2 separate regions of the Macaca mulatta genome follow, and region 2 is linked to region 1. Evidence: chromatin contacts called from public Hi-C data. All regions are on one chromosome and are shown on one strand. The core of a region is the stretch at or near the end of the contact, and the rest is flanking DNA. Distances in the headings are between cores, read along the strand shown.

The links. A called contact is a pair of places that touch in the nucleus more often than the background predicts.
Region 2: a contact with region 1 is called in a Hi-C map of liver, with 2.9 times the contacts expected there. The contact joins the promoter of GIGYF1 here to the promoter of MOSPD3 in region 1. A contact is called at or near these places in 2 of 14 Hi-C or Micro-C datasets (blood and liver).

The regions. Positions count from the first base shown.
Region 1 is chr3:47,818,115-47,821,747 of T2T-MMU8v2.0, reverse strand. MOSPD3 (motile sperm domain containing 3) reads right to left here and starts at 1,594. Exons shown (of 6, transcript XM_077996398.1): 1 at 1,541-1,594; 2 at 769-1,036; 3 at 485-560; 4 at 40-269. The coding sequence starts at 973.
Region 2 is chr3:47,901,238-47,904,870 of T2T-MMU8v2.0, reverse strand. GIGYF1 (GRB10 interacting GYF protein 1) reads left to right here and starts at 1,894. Exons shown (of 26, transcript XM_077996416.1): 1 at 1,894-2,053.

The DNA of each region.
Region 1 (3,633 bases), core at 345-2,844:
CCTCCCTACAGAACTCAAGATCCCCGTCTCCCAACTCACGTTCCTGGAAGTGTCTGGCCGTGGGTGGTGGTGTCCCAGCAGGAGGCCCTGGGTGAGGCGCTGGATCCGGCTGTCCCTGAAGCTCAAGGGGGTACGCTGGGGCTCTCAGAACAGAGGTAATGTCCTTGCGTCCCACCACGCGGCCCTCAGCTCCTTCCTCAGACAGCTCAATACGGAAGCGGTCCTGGACATCATAGTGGCTGGGAATGGGTGCCACATGGCGAATCACACTGGTCCCAAGGTAGGAGAGAAGCCCATTGGGGTGAAACGAGTGAGAGGCAGTAATCCTAGGAAATCTGAGCCTCCCCCCCAGAAGTCTCTCCTTTAGGGGCACAGACAGAGGGTAGGGCAAACAGGTGAAAGAGGGCAAGGTCTCAGACCTCAGACAACAGGTGGCAGCGACCTCTGGCTTCCATAAGCCTCCCCACCCTCCCAGCTCACTCACATGTCAATGCAAGACTGAGGCTTCACATATCCCTCTGCGTCAAACACCGTGTATTTGGCAGGTGCTGTGCACAGGACTGGGGGACAGAGACACACACAGACAAGCCCTGCCATGTGGGTCATTTGAGTCCCCTCTGCCTTCTGCCCGGCAGGCTGGACATGACTTTCCCAGTCCACCAAAGCTGGACGTCCAACCCTACCCATCTGACTCCTCCAGCCAACACAGCCCCCCAGTGCCCGGCCACCAGCCCCCAGATCCCTTGCACGAGGCGCCGATCCCTTTACCTCGGAATCGAAGCGCAGTTCCTGTGGGGTTATAGAGGGTCAGCAGCTGTCGGGGTCCGCTCCGCTGGTCCGCCCTGAATACTAGATCCGGGGGAAAGACCAGAACCGGGACAACGGGTCCCAAGGGAGGAGGGGCGCCCCGGGACCCCCGCCCAGGGGGCCCCGGACCCACCAGCTCCTGGTCCTGGGGCGCCCCACGGCGCATGCAGGCTCCGGGCGGTCGGACATCCGAGGGCAGAGCTCAGGGGACAGGGCCTAGAGTCGAGAGCTGGGGGGCGTGAGGGGCGAAAGGGGACAAGATGAGCTCCCGGGCCAGGGCCTGGACTGACGCCGCCGCCGCCTCGGAATCCCGCTAGATGGGACTCCCGCAGACCCAGGCCTAGGGCCCCCAAGACCTTCCCTCTTCCAGCTCTGCCCCAGGTTCCTTCGGACCCGCCAAGCCCCACCTCGACGGCCACGCCCACCCCGCTAAACCCGGCCCCTCGCAGCTCCCAACCCGGTCTTCTCCTCAGGCCCAGCTAGCGATCTCCATAAGCCCCGCCCCGCCGCTGGCCTCGCCCCTTCCGGGCGTTTCCGGACGCCCTCCTCCTCTCTCTGGCCAAACTCCGCGGGCTGCAGCGGCCGCCCGCGGAGCTACCTGTGACGCCTCCTGCTTCCTGGGAGACCTGTGTTTGCGTTTCCGGCCCCTCCCTAATCTCGGACACGGGCCCCGTCGGGCTTCTGCCTCAAAACGGCGGCTTGCGCTAGGATGCCTGCCTTGTGATCAAAGCACCTGACAGTCAGCTTGTGGTCAGACTAATGATGCCATGTTCCCGGGAGTCCTTTTGTATACTTCCGCCGTACGGCCTCTGTCATTGGCCAGGGCGTCTTTGTTTCTGCCGTAACTGTACGCCGATTGGTGTGCTGAAAGACCAAACAGAACGCCCTCCTTCTGTCGTCTGCGATTGGCTAGATTCCGGTGACGTAACAGTTTTCCTGGTCCTGAAGTAACTCAGGGAACCGGGGGCGGGGTTTCGAGTTGGGCTTTTTTTCTTCCTCCCTATTCTTGAGACGGTCCAAGTCAATCTCCCACCGGGAAGCCTTTTTCCTCCTCTTCAATTCCAGGCTCCCTTGGAAGCCTCTGCAGGAACCAAGCCTGTTTTCTTTTTTGCCTTTTTTTTTTGAGGCGAAGTCTCGCGCTGTCGCCCAGGCTAGAGTGCAATCTCGGCTCACTGCAACCATCGCCTCCAGGGTTCAAGCGATTCTCCTGTCCCAGCCTCCAGAGTAGCTGGGATTATAGGCGTGTGCCACCACGCCCGGGTAATTCTTTGTATTTTTAGTAGAGACAGGGTTTCACCATGTTGGTCAGGCTGGTCTCGAACTCCTGACCTCAGGCGATCCACTCGCCTCAGTCTCTCAAAGTGCTGCGATTACAGGCATGAGCCACCGTGCCCGGCCTCTCTGTCGCCCAGGCTTGAGTGCAGTGGTGCGATCATTGCTCACTGCAGCCTCCAACTCCTGGGTTCAAGGGATTCTCCTGCCCCAGCCTCCGAGTAGGTGGGATTACAGGTGCGCACCACCACACCCGGGTAATTTTTGTAATTTTTTGTAGAGACGATCTGGCTATGTTGTGCAGGCAGGTCTCGAACTCCTGGGCCCAAGCGATCCTCCCACTTAAGCCTCCCAAAGTGCATGAGAGCCACTGTCCCTCCCCCAGGCCCAAAGTCTGTTTTCTATGGGACTGGTTGGAGGCTCCTCCCATCTGGGACTCCAGCCTGAGTCTCACCTCCTGTTTCTCACCTTCCTGTAAGGGACGTGGGAAATCACTCACATTTGCACGGGGAATTAAGATTTGCTAATTTCAAACCCATGTTGTTCGAGTAATTATGTATTTTTAAAAAGGATTTGCTAAACCTTCCACTTTAATTGCATCGAATCTTCAACTCCTTTTACAGCCTGGATAAGGTGAAGAATCTGAGTCTCTCGGGGCACCCAGTTAGCGGTGGAACAAAGACAAAATTGATCTTAACGGAAAGTCTCCTCTGAACATGTTATGTAGAATTCCCATGTTCTCTTTTACATTTTCTTTCTTTCTTTCTTTCTTTTTTTGAGACAGTCTTGCTCTGTCACCCAGGCTGGAGGGCAGTGGTGCAATCATAGCTCCCTGCAGTCTCCACCTGCTTGGTTGGGCTCAACCGATCCTCCCGCCTCAGCCTTCTGAGTAGCTGGGACTACAGGCGTGTGCCTCCACACCTGGCTAATTTCATTTGTTTTTTTTTTTTTTTTAAGAGCACTTATAGTGATACATGACCTCCTATTTTATTGTTTCTCCTCCAGTAGAATGTTCTTCCCTTTCCACAAGAGCAGGGACTTTGTTTAGTTTTCTGTTGTATCTTTAGCACTTATGACAGTGCCTGCTATTTGGAATGAACAAATGAATGAGTGACTAGGATGAACTTTGAGCAGAGATCTGACTGGATTTAGGAAGTGAGCCATGAGATATATCTATGGCAGAGAATTCTGGATAGAGGAAACAGCAAAGGCCTAAAACAGAAGTGTACTAGAAATGGACCACAAGGCCGGGTGTGGTGGCTCATGCCTGTAATTCCAGCACTTTGGGAGGCCAAGGCAGGCGGATCACGAGGTCAGGAATTCGAGATCAGCCTGACCAACATAGTAAAACCCCGTCTCTACTAAAAATACAAAATTAGCCGGGCGTGGTGGCATGTACCTGTAGTCCCAGCTACTCAGGAGGCTGAGGCAGGAGAATCGTTCGAATTCGGGAGGTGGAGGTTGCAGTGAGCCGAGATAGCGCCACTGCACTCCAGCCTGGGCGACAGAGCGAGACTCCGTCTCAAAAAAAAAAAAAGGGGGCAACAAACTGTG
Region 2 (3,633 bases), core at 645-3,144, 83 kb before region 1:
ACCCTGTCTCTTAAATAAATAAAACAGTTAAAAAAGGAAAACAGGAAAACGCCAAGTGCAGAGAAGCCTAGTGGTACTTGGTGGGGGAAACAAAAGTTGTTCCAGGTATAATAGTTCCTGAAGTCAACACTCTATCATGGCAAGACACCAGGCACTCAAATTCCAGGTCATGAACTTACCTTTTCCTTGTTTTGAGGATTACATTGTGTTGGGCGACAGCAGTAAGGTATACATTCTGGAGTAACTTCCAATGAAAAAGGTGAAAGCATACGCGGAACTTTGCAGCTCTGAAAAAGTTCAGCCAGTCGTTCTTGAAAAGTCCTCTTTTTAAACAAAGGGGGTTTCAGTCACCTCACATTTGCATAGCAGTTTCTCTCTTGTCAAAGCCTTTCACATTCACTTATTTTAATTCTTACAGCACTCACTGAAGAGTGTGGAGTTGGGGGTCGGGGGTGGGGCGCAGAGCAGTGTTAACATCTTTCTGTAAGAGAAACAGAGACTTTTGAGAGGCCAGGCATGGTGGCTCATGCCTGTAATCCCAGGACTTTGGGAGGAAGATCGTTTGGGTCCAGGAGTTCAAGACCAGCCTGGGCAAAATGGGGGAAACCTGTCTCTACAAAAAAAAAAAAAAAAAAAAAAAAAAGTTAGCTGGGTGTGGTGGTGTGCCCTGGTAGTCCTGGCTACTCAGGGCACTTGAGGCATGAGGATTGCTTGAGCCCAGGGGGCAAGAGGATGCAGTGAACTGTGATCGCGACACTGCACTCCAGCCTGGGTGACAGCAAGACTCTGTCTTGGAAAACACACAAACAAGAAACTTTAAAAATTAGTTGGGTGTGGTGGCACACGGATGTAGTCCTAGCTATTCAAGAGCCTGTGGCAGGAGGATCCCTTGAGGCCAGGAGTTCAAGACCAGCCTGGGCAATGTTGTGAGACACGCCACCTGCCCCCATCTTTACAGAGAATAAAAAAGTTATCTGGGCACAATGATGCACACCTATAGTCCCATCAATTCCGGGGGCTGAGATGTGAGGATCGCTTGAGACATGGCAGTTGGAGGTTGCGGTAAGCCGAGATCGGGTTAGTGCACTGCAGCCTGGGTGACAGAGTGAGACCCTGCTTCAAAAAAATAAATATACAGAGGCCGGGCGCGGTGGCTCACGCCTGTAATCCCAGCACTTTGGGAGGGCGAGGCAGGCAGATCACTTGAGGTCAGGAGTTCTAGACCAGCCTGGCCAACATGGCGAACCCCTTCACTACTAAAAATACAAAAATTTAGCCGAACTTGGTGGTGTGTGCCTGTAATCCTAGCTACTCGGGAGGCCGAGGCACGAGAATCACTTGAACCCGGGAGGTGGAGGTTGCAGTGAGCTGAGATCGCGCCACTGCACTCCAACCTGGGCGACAGAGCCACACGCTGTCTCAATAATTAAATAAATAATAAGAAAAAAAAATAAAAGAGGCTCTTGAGAGTCAACTCATCTGCCTGAGCCACTTATTTCACACATCCCAGGACGCCTGATGAAGGGTTCTGGATTTTATTGTCTCCTGTCATCCAGGTGGGCTTCCTGGAGGAAACTGGACCGCCAGGGAGGCCGCGGCCTCGGTTCCAAGGGTCGCGCGTCGCAGGGTCGGAGGAGGTGGGGGAGAAGGGGCCGCTCCGGGGCCGACCCCGCCCGCAGTTAGGGGCCCACGTCACGTGACCAGCCGGGCGCCCGGGTCACGTGCCGGGGCGGGAAGGTGGGGGCCGTCGGGGGCGACTGGCGTCCGGACAGCGGCGCGCGGGGCACGCGAGGAGCGCACGAGGAGAGGCGGCGCAGGCCGGAGCCGCGGAGGGAGGCGGCGGCGGCGGCGGCGGCGGAGGAGGGGGCGGCCCCGCGGCCCCGCGTCCGCGTCACGTGGTGCGAGGCGGGCAGCCATCTTGCTACAAACACAAACACAGAGGAGCGGCCGCCGCGGGAGCGCCAGCGTCCCCTCCCCCGTCGCCGCCGCCGTCCCCGGCCCCAGCCCGCCGCGCGCCGCCCACGCCCCGGACCGGACCCTTGCGCCGCCCGCGGTAAGCGCCCGGCGTTCCCGCGGCCCCCAGCTCACAGCCCGGCCCCGGGGCAGGCCCGCCCCCGACGCCGCGGCGGCCGCGCCGAGCCCGCGAGCTAGCGAAGCGCTGGAGCCAGCGCGCGGGCCGCCGACGAGGACCCTCCCCCGTCTCCTCCCCGAGGCCGCCGCCGCCGCCGCCCGGTGCGTCCGCCCGCCCTCCCGCCCGCTCCGGCCCCTCCCCGCCGCCGGGACCCTCCCCCAGAGCCGGCCAGCCTCGGGGAGGCCCCAGGAGGCCGGCGCCCGGCTTGGGGGGCGACCGCTCGACCCCCGCGCACCTGGCGCCCCTCCCTGAAGGGCACGCCGTCCTCCCGGGCCGGCCCGCCGCCTTCCACCCCCGCGCTCCTAACGGTCGCCCCCGGGCCTCTGCCAAGCCCTGCTGTGGGCCGCCTGGGGGCCCCCGACCCTAGCGTCCTAAGGTGTCCGGGCCCCGCGCTCCCCGGAGTTCTCCCCAGCGCGCCTTTGGGTTCCCCTCGGAAGGAGCTGGGCCTTGCAGTTCCCCAAGTCCAAGCTTTCCACGACTTTGGCCAACATGGAAGCCTTCTCCTCCACCCAGGCACCTCGCCTGAGTCCTCCTCACCTCCGTTTCCTTTCGCTCCGGCGATCTTAGTGCTGGGTCATTGGGGTCTCCTTCCCAGTTGCACAACCGCGGGAAACACCTTCCATAGTAGAGACTGCTTTCCCTCCCCGTCCCAGGCCAGGCCCTTCCCAGCTCATGACCCTCGGTGCAGCAGCTCCCTGGCCACAGCTCTCACACCTTGCCTTAAAAAAAAAAAATTTCCAAGTAACTTTTTAAGAGCCCCTTGTTTGTCTCCTCTGTTACACAGTCATTACTCGCTTTCCCGGTGAGACTCTAGGTCTGTTGTATCCTAGTGCCAGGAACTGGGAGATGCTACATAAAGACTTGTTAGTTGGATTGAATTTTTTTTTTTTTCCAATCACCCAAGCCTTACTTCCCTCTTGCCTTTCAAAGTGTTGTTCTGGAAGATCGTCAGCTTTCCCATCCTCTTTGCACTGCCCCTTCGAGTCCATATAGCAGTTTCGATTTAGAACCCCGCCAACCCCTGGCCTTTGGCATGGAAACACCATCGGTGGTACCAGTAAGGGTCTCTTCTTTGCTGTCGACATGGGGGATTTGGGGTTCTTTCTCCTTCCCATCTTTCCTGTGCCCTTTGCAGACTTAGGCTAGCCACCCTCCACCAGGCTAGCCAGCTCTAATCTGATTTTCTTAGATTGTAGGTCTTGGTACCCCAGCGGTCTTTCGTGTCATTGGGAAGGATTTGGGGGTAGACCTGGACTTGGTGTCCCTGCCATTGCCTGGGAACCAGGGGCCCTGAGGGTCCCATGGGGTGGTTAGTCAAGTGGACCATGTGCTTAAACTTATGAACTAGCTTGTTCTCCTGTTGGACACATCAGTCTTGTGTCCGTGATCTGATGCGTTAGCCCTAACTTTTACATGTGCTATTAGAATTTGGGAATTAAAAAAGAAAAATAGCCCACTATAGAGGAGAGAAGATGAGAGGAGGCGGCTAGATGAAGGAGGTT